Linked DNA regions of Sus scrofa: region 1 is linked to region 2. Evidence: chromatin contacts called from public Hi-C data. All regions are on one chromosome and are shown on one strand. Each heading gives the region's core, a stretch centred on a gene start, on an enhancer-like site or on the middle of the called end of the contact. The rest is flanking DNA. Distances are from core to core; before and after follow the strand shown. Region 1 holds the start of PIBF1 (progesterone-induced-blocking factor 1). Region 2 holds the start of MZT1 (mitotic-spindle organizing protein 1).

Region 1 (3,078 bases), core at 433-2,932, 57 kb before region 2:
GAAGCAGTTCCTTCCGTTCAATTAGCTGCCTGGTGATTTTGATTTTACCGTCTCGCTCTTCTGATGAGGAAATATCATCTGTAGGAACTGTTGTTTCTAAACTAATATCTTCAGATTCCAAAGAGCTAGAGATGTTCAATTTTTTTGATGACTTGGCAACTTTTCGGGACATTTTTAATTATGACTCACTCTTCTTCTCCAATTCTATTTCGATTTTCTGTAGGTTGAAAAGTATTGATTTAAATGTACTCAAACATGCTCTGTGGAAAGCATCAGTATCAGAGATACTAAGGGTTCCTGAAGTAGTTAATAGGCAAACAGGAGGATCCCTAAATCTAAGACAGATTGGTAATTACTGCTCAGATCAAACATATTAAATCAAACTCATTAAATCCTATTATAAACCCATATTTTGATGATTGAAAAAATCCAAGAGTTCCCTGGTGGCCTAGAAGTTAAGGATTCTGCACTGTCACTACTGTAGCTTGGGTTCCATCCTTGGCCCCCCAGAACCTCTGCACATCAAGGGCCCGGCCAAAAAAAAAAAAAAATTCCTGGTACGTCTCTTGGAATAAACAAGGAAATGTATGAGATAAACAATAAAGCCCTAAATAGCTAGTACCCAAGCATGCTACTAATAAAAGGAGCACATGTTCAAGACCAGGACGTTACTTCTGAGTTGGTCTGGGGAAAATTAAACAGAGGTAGGACTTAGAATCTTGAAGGATTTGGAGAGGAGCAATAAAAAAAAAAGCATGCAGGTATTAAGATTGGTGTAGAGGTGGTGAAAGTGTAGAACAACAGAGGGCGATGGTGGTAGTCTGGCTGGACCAAGTCTACGTGAATTTGAGCAGCGAATCCACCCACCCCTTCCCACCCCCAACCCCCTCAGCACAAACACACCGAAGGGCTATGCCCTATACATAGTCAAGCCTATGGACGGCCGTGAATGTTTCAGTCTGTGAATGTTTCAGTCTGTTCGAAATCTACTCTACAGGCAGTGAAGCATCACCAAAGGTTTTTAAAAGGGAAATAGTGATAGAAAACATATTGACAGATAGAAATATCAAAACAAGAGGAAAAAGAAAAATCCCTCAATCTAAATCGAACTTCTCACCTTTCACAAAAATTTCAGCAACTCCCTTGTTTTAATAATACACGATATAATAAATTACTTACGGTATTGTAGATACCAGTTCTTCTTAATGAATGATTACAAAAAAAGGTGCATGTATGGAGGGCAACGTAAGAACTTTGGTTGGATCCGCTCCTCTCGATTACAAAGAGAAGAGGTAAGCAAAGGTGAGATCAAAGACAGGCAACATCACCTGGAATACAAAGGGTCGGGACTAGCACTGCCCACTCGCGCGGCGTGAAGAATAAAACCCGAATTTGGCCGCAACAGAGGATTTCTCGTCCCATGTGAAAAAGGAAGGGGAAGCTTCAAATACTCCACATCAAAAGCTGAAGCAGCCACCACAGCCGCCACTTAGGGAGCCGAAGAAGTCTGCAGACAGCAGCTCGTGTTGCAGACCCTCAACAAGGAATTTCAGGCAAGGAACCGTTAGGATCCGTAACCAAGACAACCATTTCCACGCCGGGAGAAGGACGGAGGAACCTGCAGCAGACGGATGCCCACGCCACCGGAACTCAGCCCTCCCGGTTCCACCCAGGCGCGGGAAGCAATGCATGCTGGGAGCTGGAGTCCGGAGGCAGGCCCACCTTCTTCACCGGCGGAAATGGCTCCGGACTCCGCCCACCTGCCTGCTTCTTCCAATCCTCGCAGCCCTCAGAGAGCCAACCAACCTCAGTCTCGAGGTTTTCCCGCGAGAAGGTTTTACTAATATCCTGGAGGCTACAGGGCGAAATTCCGGGTGAAGTGTAGTTGTGCGCCAGGAATCCGAGCTTGAAACTTTCGCCGGAAGACAGCTGCAGAAGTTGGGATCACGCGCGGCGAGGCAAGATGCTCAAGTCCAAAACTTTCTTAAAAAAGACGCGGGCTGGAGGCGTGATGAAGATCGTGCGGGAGCATTACCTGCGAGATGACATCGGCTGCGGTGCTCCCGGTTGCGCGGCGTGCGGCGGTGCGCATGAGGGACCTGTCCTCGAGCCTCAGCCCCTGGACCCGGCCAGCAGCCTCTGCCCGCAGCCACACTATTTGCTGCCTGATACCAACGTGTTGCTGCACCAGGTGCGCCAGTAGGAGGGCGAACTGCTGACACCCTGGCCCCACCAAGAGAAAGGGGTATAACGGTTAGGGAGACTGAGGCCCAGGGAGGAGCGTCTTGGGCATCATTGCGTACGTAGGGAGAGGCAAACCCCATCGGGATTCATGCCTCCTGCCCCCCAGGCCGAGGTTCTTTTCTATGTACTGTTATTTTTAAGTTCTTGGAGTTATAAGAATTTTAGTTTAGATACATTAATTTGCTAACTCCTGATGTCTCTTCTGCCTTAGATTTTAATATCTGGAGGCCGGGGACCTGGCCTTCTGTGGCCTCCAGCTTGCGACCCTCAGGCAGCTTGTAAGTGCCTACGAACGAAAACTATGTGGGCCAACGTATTTCTTTATTAGTGGAGTTCTACAAAGTTTTGTAATTAGTCTATTTACGTGTACTCATATTTATCGACCTGAAGGGTTTTCTATTGCAAAATAGCTCCTTAGTTTAATGCATATTTAATGTTTTTTTTTAACTGCCAGGGTTTTATGTTCAACAGAAAGACTGTATGATTGAACATGGGAAAAATTAAGTCTTTTACTTATTATTTATTTGTTTTTAAAGATTGATGTTCTCGAGGACCCTGCGATCAGGAATGTCATTGTACTACAAACAGTTCTCCAAGAAGTGAGAAATCGGAGTGCTCCTGTATATAAACGAATCCGAGACGTGACTAATAACCAGGAGAAGCATTTCTATACATTTACTAATGAGCACCACAGGTAGGGGAAAATTATGTCAATTATATGAAAACTGTAGAATTAGCTAAACTGGAGGGAGAGTTCCTGGTGGCAATTTGTGACATTGTCAGAAGGTAACACCATAGATTTTATATTCTTCAGAATATTATTTAGTTCCTAAA
Region 2 (3,539 bases), core at 736-3,235:
GACAAAAAAATCTGAAAGCTTACTATTTCACAACATGTGAAAATTACATGAAATTCCAAGTGTCCATAGGTAAAGCTTTGTGGGAACCATGCCACATTTATTATTTAAATACGACTTATGGCTGCTTCCGTAATACAAGGCAGAAGTGCACAGCTGCAACAGCAACCAGATAAGCTGCAAAGCCTAAAATATTTATTATTTGGCCCTTGAAAGAAAAATTTTGCTGACCCCTGCGTTAGAGTATAAGCTCCTTGAAAGTTTTGTCCTGTGACCCGGACTTGTTCAAGATGTCACCTCTGTACCCAGCACTGTGTTCAACCCAGAGCATTCAAATAATGTTTGCTGAATTTGTGAGAATAGATAATTAAACGACATGGCTTCTTCTCTATTACAGTGTTAGTACATATGTCATCAACCACATTATCTAGCTGAACCCACAGTTGTAGGAAACTAACACATTATCTATTACACTAACATGAAATCCTAAGTATGTAAAATAAAAAGAAATGCTAATTTAAAAAATCTGGTTAACTTATTTTTTGCCCAACAACTATATTATAATGAATGGTACAATTAAAAAGCACATTCCAGATACATATGTTCCAGGATAAATCACCTACTTATCTTGTAAAGTAAGATATTTACATTCAAAGCTATTTGTAAACACTAGTCAAGCATAACTTACTGGTAATTTTGTCGATTTAAAAACAGAAGGACTGGAGAGAGTTTGTTCATGGAGACTAGAATAATCACCAGGACTTTCGAAAGGATTTAAAACAGGGATCCTTCCTGGCGTTTCAGGTGTTATCTGCATTTTTGATTCTTTGACATCTCCCATAGCGCAGAGAGAAAACTAAAAAGAAATCATAAGTGTGTATAAAAGGACAAAGTTTCAGACATTCATTTTGACAATTAAAATATATTCAACGAACATTTCATAAAAGAATTAACTCAAAAGCTAGCACTCTTGGGATTTTTAAAAAATAGTTTAACAAGAGCTCCACATACATTTTCTCAAGGGTGATCCTCTAAATAACTTAGAAAGCTAGAGGGGGAAGGTGCTGGAGAGAGATTTTTGCAGAAAATCTACAAGCTCAGAGAATTTAAGTGGCTTACAAGTACCAGTCCAAATATGAGAGTTCCGGTCCACCTTCTAGGCAACTAAAGTTCACAACAGGCACAAAGCCTTTTTCAACTAAAGAATTTATACCTACAGTTTTTTTTTTTTAATTCATTATCTCAAGTCTCTAAGCACTTTGAGCATAATTCGGAGAGCCCAGTCATTTCCTAGAAAAATGCAATTACTAAACATCAGTTATTTACAGCAAGCAAATAAGAGACCAGGAAGCTTGTGCACCGTGCCCTTCTTGCACATTAAAGAGAGTGTGCCTGTTTAGGGCTAGGAAACTAACCGCTTTCGGCTGCCTTTTCTCGAACACCCTCGTTTCCCTAAGACCCCCAGGACAGAAGGCGAGACAATTATTTCCTGTCAAAGGAAGCTACAACCAGAGAAAAAGGACCTACTCCTTGGAAGGCTGATGTGCAGCTGGCCTCCTCGGGTGAAGAGCAGAGGAGGGCACTCACGCCGGTGTCATCGCCAGCCCTACTAGACCACTCTTTCTTGGCGCCCCTTCTTCCGCACCTACTCCCTGGCAGCTCCCATTCATCCCGGGAGAGCCGGCAGGCAGGTCCGGAGCTGGGCAAAGTGAGCTCTCCAATTCGAGACAGGAGGAAAAGCCAGGAACTACAGACAACGTACCTAGCTGTGTGTTTTTAAAAAAAAAAAAAAAAAAGAAAGCCCCCCCGCAAAGCGACTCCAGGACGCCCCGGGGGTGCCAGGCCGGCTCACACGACAGGCAGACTCTTTAACTCCCCGCTTCCGCGCTGTCTTAGGCCAACCAGGGCTCTGGCCCTGTGGGCGACTGGCCAATCGCGCCGCACCGCTGTCCGCGAACCAGCCAATCGAGTCGAGGCCGCGTAGTAAATTCGAATGGCAACTCCTCGCTTCGCATTCCGCGTAGAGTAACGAGGCTCCAAATTCAAATCAACGCAGCCTCACGCCGGCGACGGGCGCGAGGGGCGGGGCTGCCAGGCGTGGGCGGGGCCTGACCGGCGTGAGAAGGGGACGCGCGGTGTGATTGCCCAGGAGAAAGGAAGGCGCTCCAGTTCCGGGTCAGGCCCTTCGCTACCCTTCCTCGGCCTTCACCATGGCGGGTAACAGCGGCTCCGGGGCTGCGGCGGCGGCGAATCTGAATGCAGTGAGGGAGACCATGGACGGTGAGTGCCCGTTTCGCCCCCCTTTACCTTGCATCCGTTCCTTAAAGCCAGCGCCCCCAGGCGGGGGTGGGCCCAAAGGGACTTCAGGTCCACTTCCTGGCCTGATCTGCATCTTTGGGGAGTCTGTCAGGGCACCCCGCCAAGGCCGCGGGGCTGATGGCCTCATCCCTTCGGAGTCGTCTTTTCGCTCCTGCGTAGTTTGTCGCGCGCACAGCGTTGCGGCCCCACGTCAGCCCGGCGCGCGCTCAGCCTCTGTCGCGCTGGACCGCGCGCGCAGTCCGTGTCCAGCGTGCACATCCCACGCCCCCTCCCGCGCCTCTCTCCGGGTGCGACGCCCCCCTCCCCACGCCGTGGTCTTGCGTACCCGAATCCTGCCACCGGAACGCTCAGCCCACGCCCCCTCCCTATGCCACGCCCCCTCCCGCTTCGAGTTCCCGCGTCCTTCCTCTGGTGCGGGCCTTGCCAGCCCCGCCCAGCTGGCTCACTCCCTCTACTGCGGGGAGCGCCTCAGAAGCCTCTGCCAGACTTTAAGCCCCTCGCGGAGAGCGGCCTCACGTGTTTGGTCACCGCTACATCTTTTGTCCCTTGCACGTCAGCAGGCGCATTTTAAATAGACCGTGAAGGAACAAGTTGTGCGTTTATCAAAAGTGCAGCGGACCGGTTTAGTCTTGGAGCAGGTGATGCCTGTGTCGAGGGCTCTGGGCGTATTTACCTGTTTTTCGAGTCCCGAGCACGGGGGTAAAACCTACCCGCAAGTAGTAGAAAAATAATCGCGTGGAAGTTATCCTCTCCTCTCTGCCACTTTCTACCCCAGGTGGTGGTGGGCTTGGACAAGCTGCTTAGACATCCTTGAGCTTGCTTTCCTCCCCCGCCCCCCGTAAAACGAAGTTACCTAGAGTTGTGTGAATATTTAAATAAAAAACCAAGTAAGGGCATCTCAGAGATAGTTAAAAGATAGTTCCTGTACTTTGTGTATAAGATGTTATCCCACTTGCGGACGCCTCATTTGCGTCCCCCTGTATATGAGGATTTGATGCATGTTAAAACTTTGCATTTTCCAGAGGATACCACCTCACCTTCTAATTCTGTCAAAACTAGAAATTTTCACAGGTAAGCATTGTCAGCCTTCATGCCTCATCTCTGTCTCACTGTAAGGTCCATTTCCTATCAGAGCCACTCTTTGTGGAGACTTCTGATAATGCTTCTGCCTTTTTTTGCACTGGCTGGCTGCTCTCCTTTTCAAAAAGACTTCTTTATATTAT

What was found. Hi-C and Micro-C count contacts between places; a contact is called where the count stands out from the background.
Region 1: a contact with region 2 is called in a Hi-C map of liver, with 3 times the contacts expected there. The contact joins the promoter of PIBF1 here to the promoter of MZT1 in region 2. A contact is called at or near these places in 2 of 5 promoter capture datasets (fetal liver and liver), 4 of 47 Hi-C or Micro-C datasets (heart right ventricle, liver and skeletal muscle) and 1 of 2 datasets of contacts at active chromatin or transcription factors (alveolar macrophages).

The regions. Positions count from the first base shown.
Region 1 is chr11:45,074,650-45,077,727 of Sscrofa11.1, reverse strand. It overlaps PIBF1 (progesterone-induced-blocking factor 1), which reads right to left and starts at 1,682. Exons shown (of 18, transcript XM_021065663.1): 1 at 1,180-1,682; 2 at 1-217. The coding sequence starts at 172. DIS3 (exosome complex exonuclease RRP44) reads left to right here and starts at 1,755. Exons shown (of 21, transcript XM_003131019.5): 1 at 1,755-2,191; 2 at 2,781-2,938. The coding sequence starts at 1,964.
Region 2 is chr11:45,017,455-45,020,993 of Sscrofa11.1, reverse strand. MZT1 (mitotic-spindle organizing protein 1) reads left to right here and starts at 1,985. Exons shown (of 3, transcript XM_003131018.5): 1 at 1,985-2,277. The coding sequence starts at 2,208. BORA (protein aurora borealis) reads right to left here and starts at 3,343. Exons shown (of 12, transcript XM_005668463.3): 1 at 2,305-3,343; 2 at 686-853. The coding sequence starts at 838.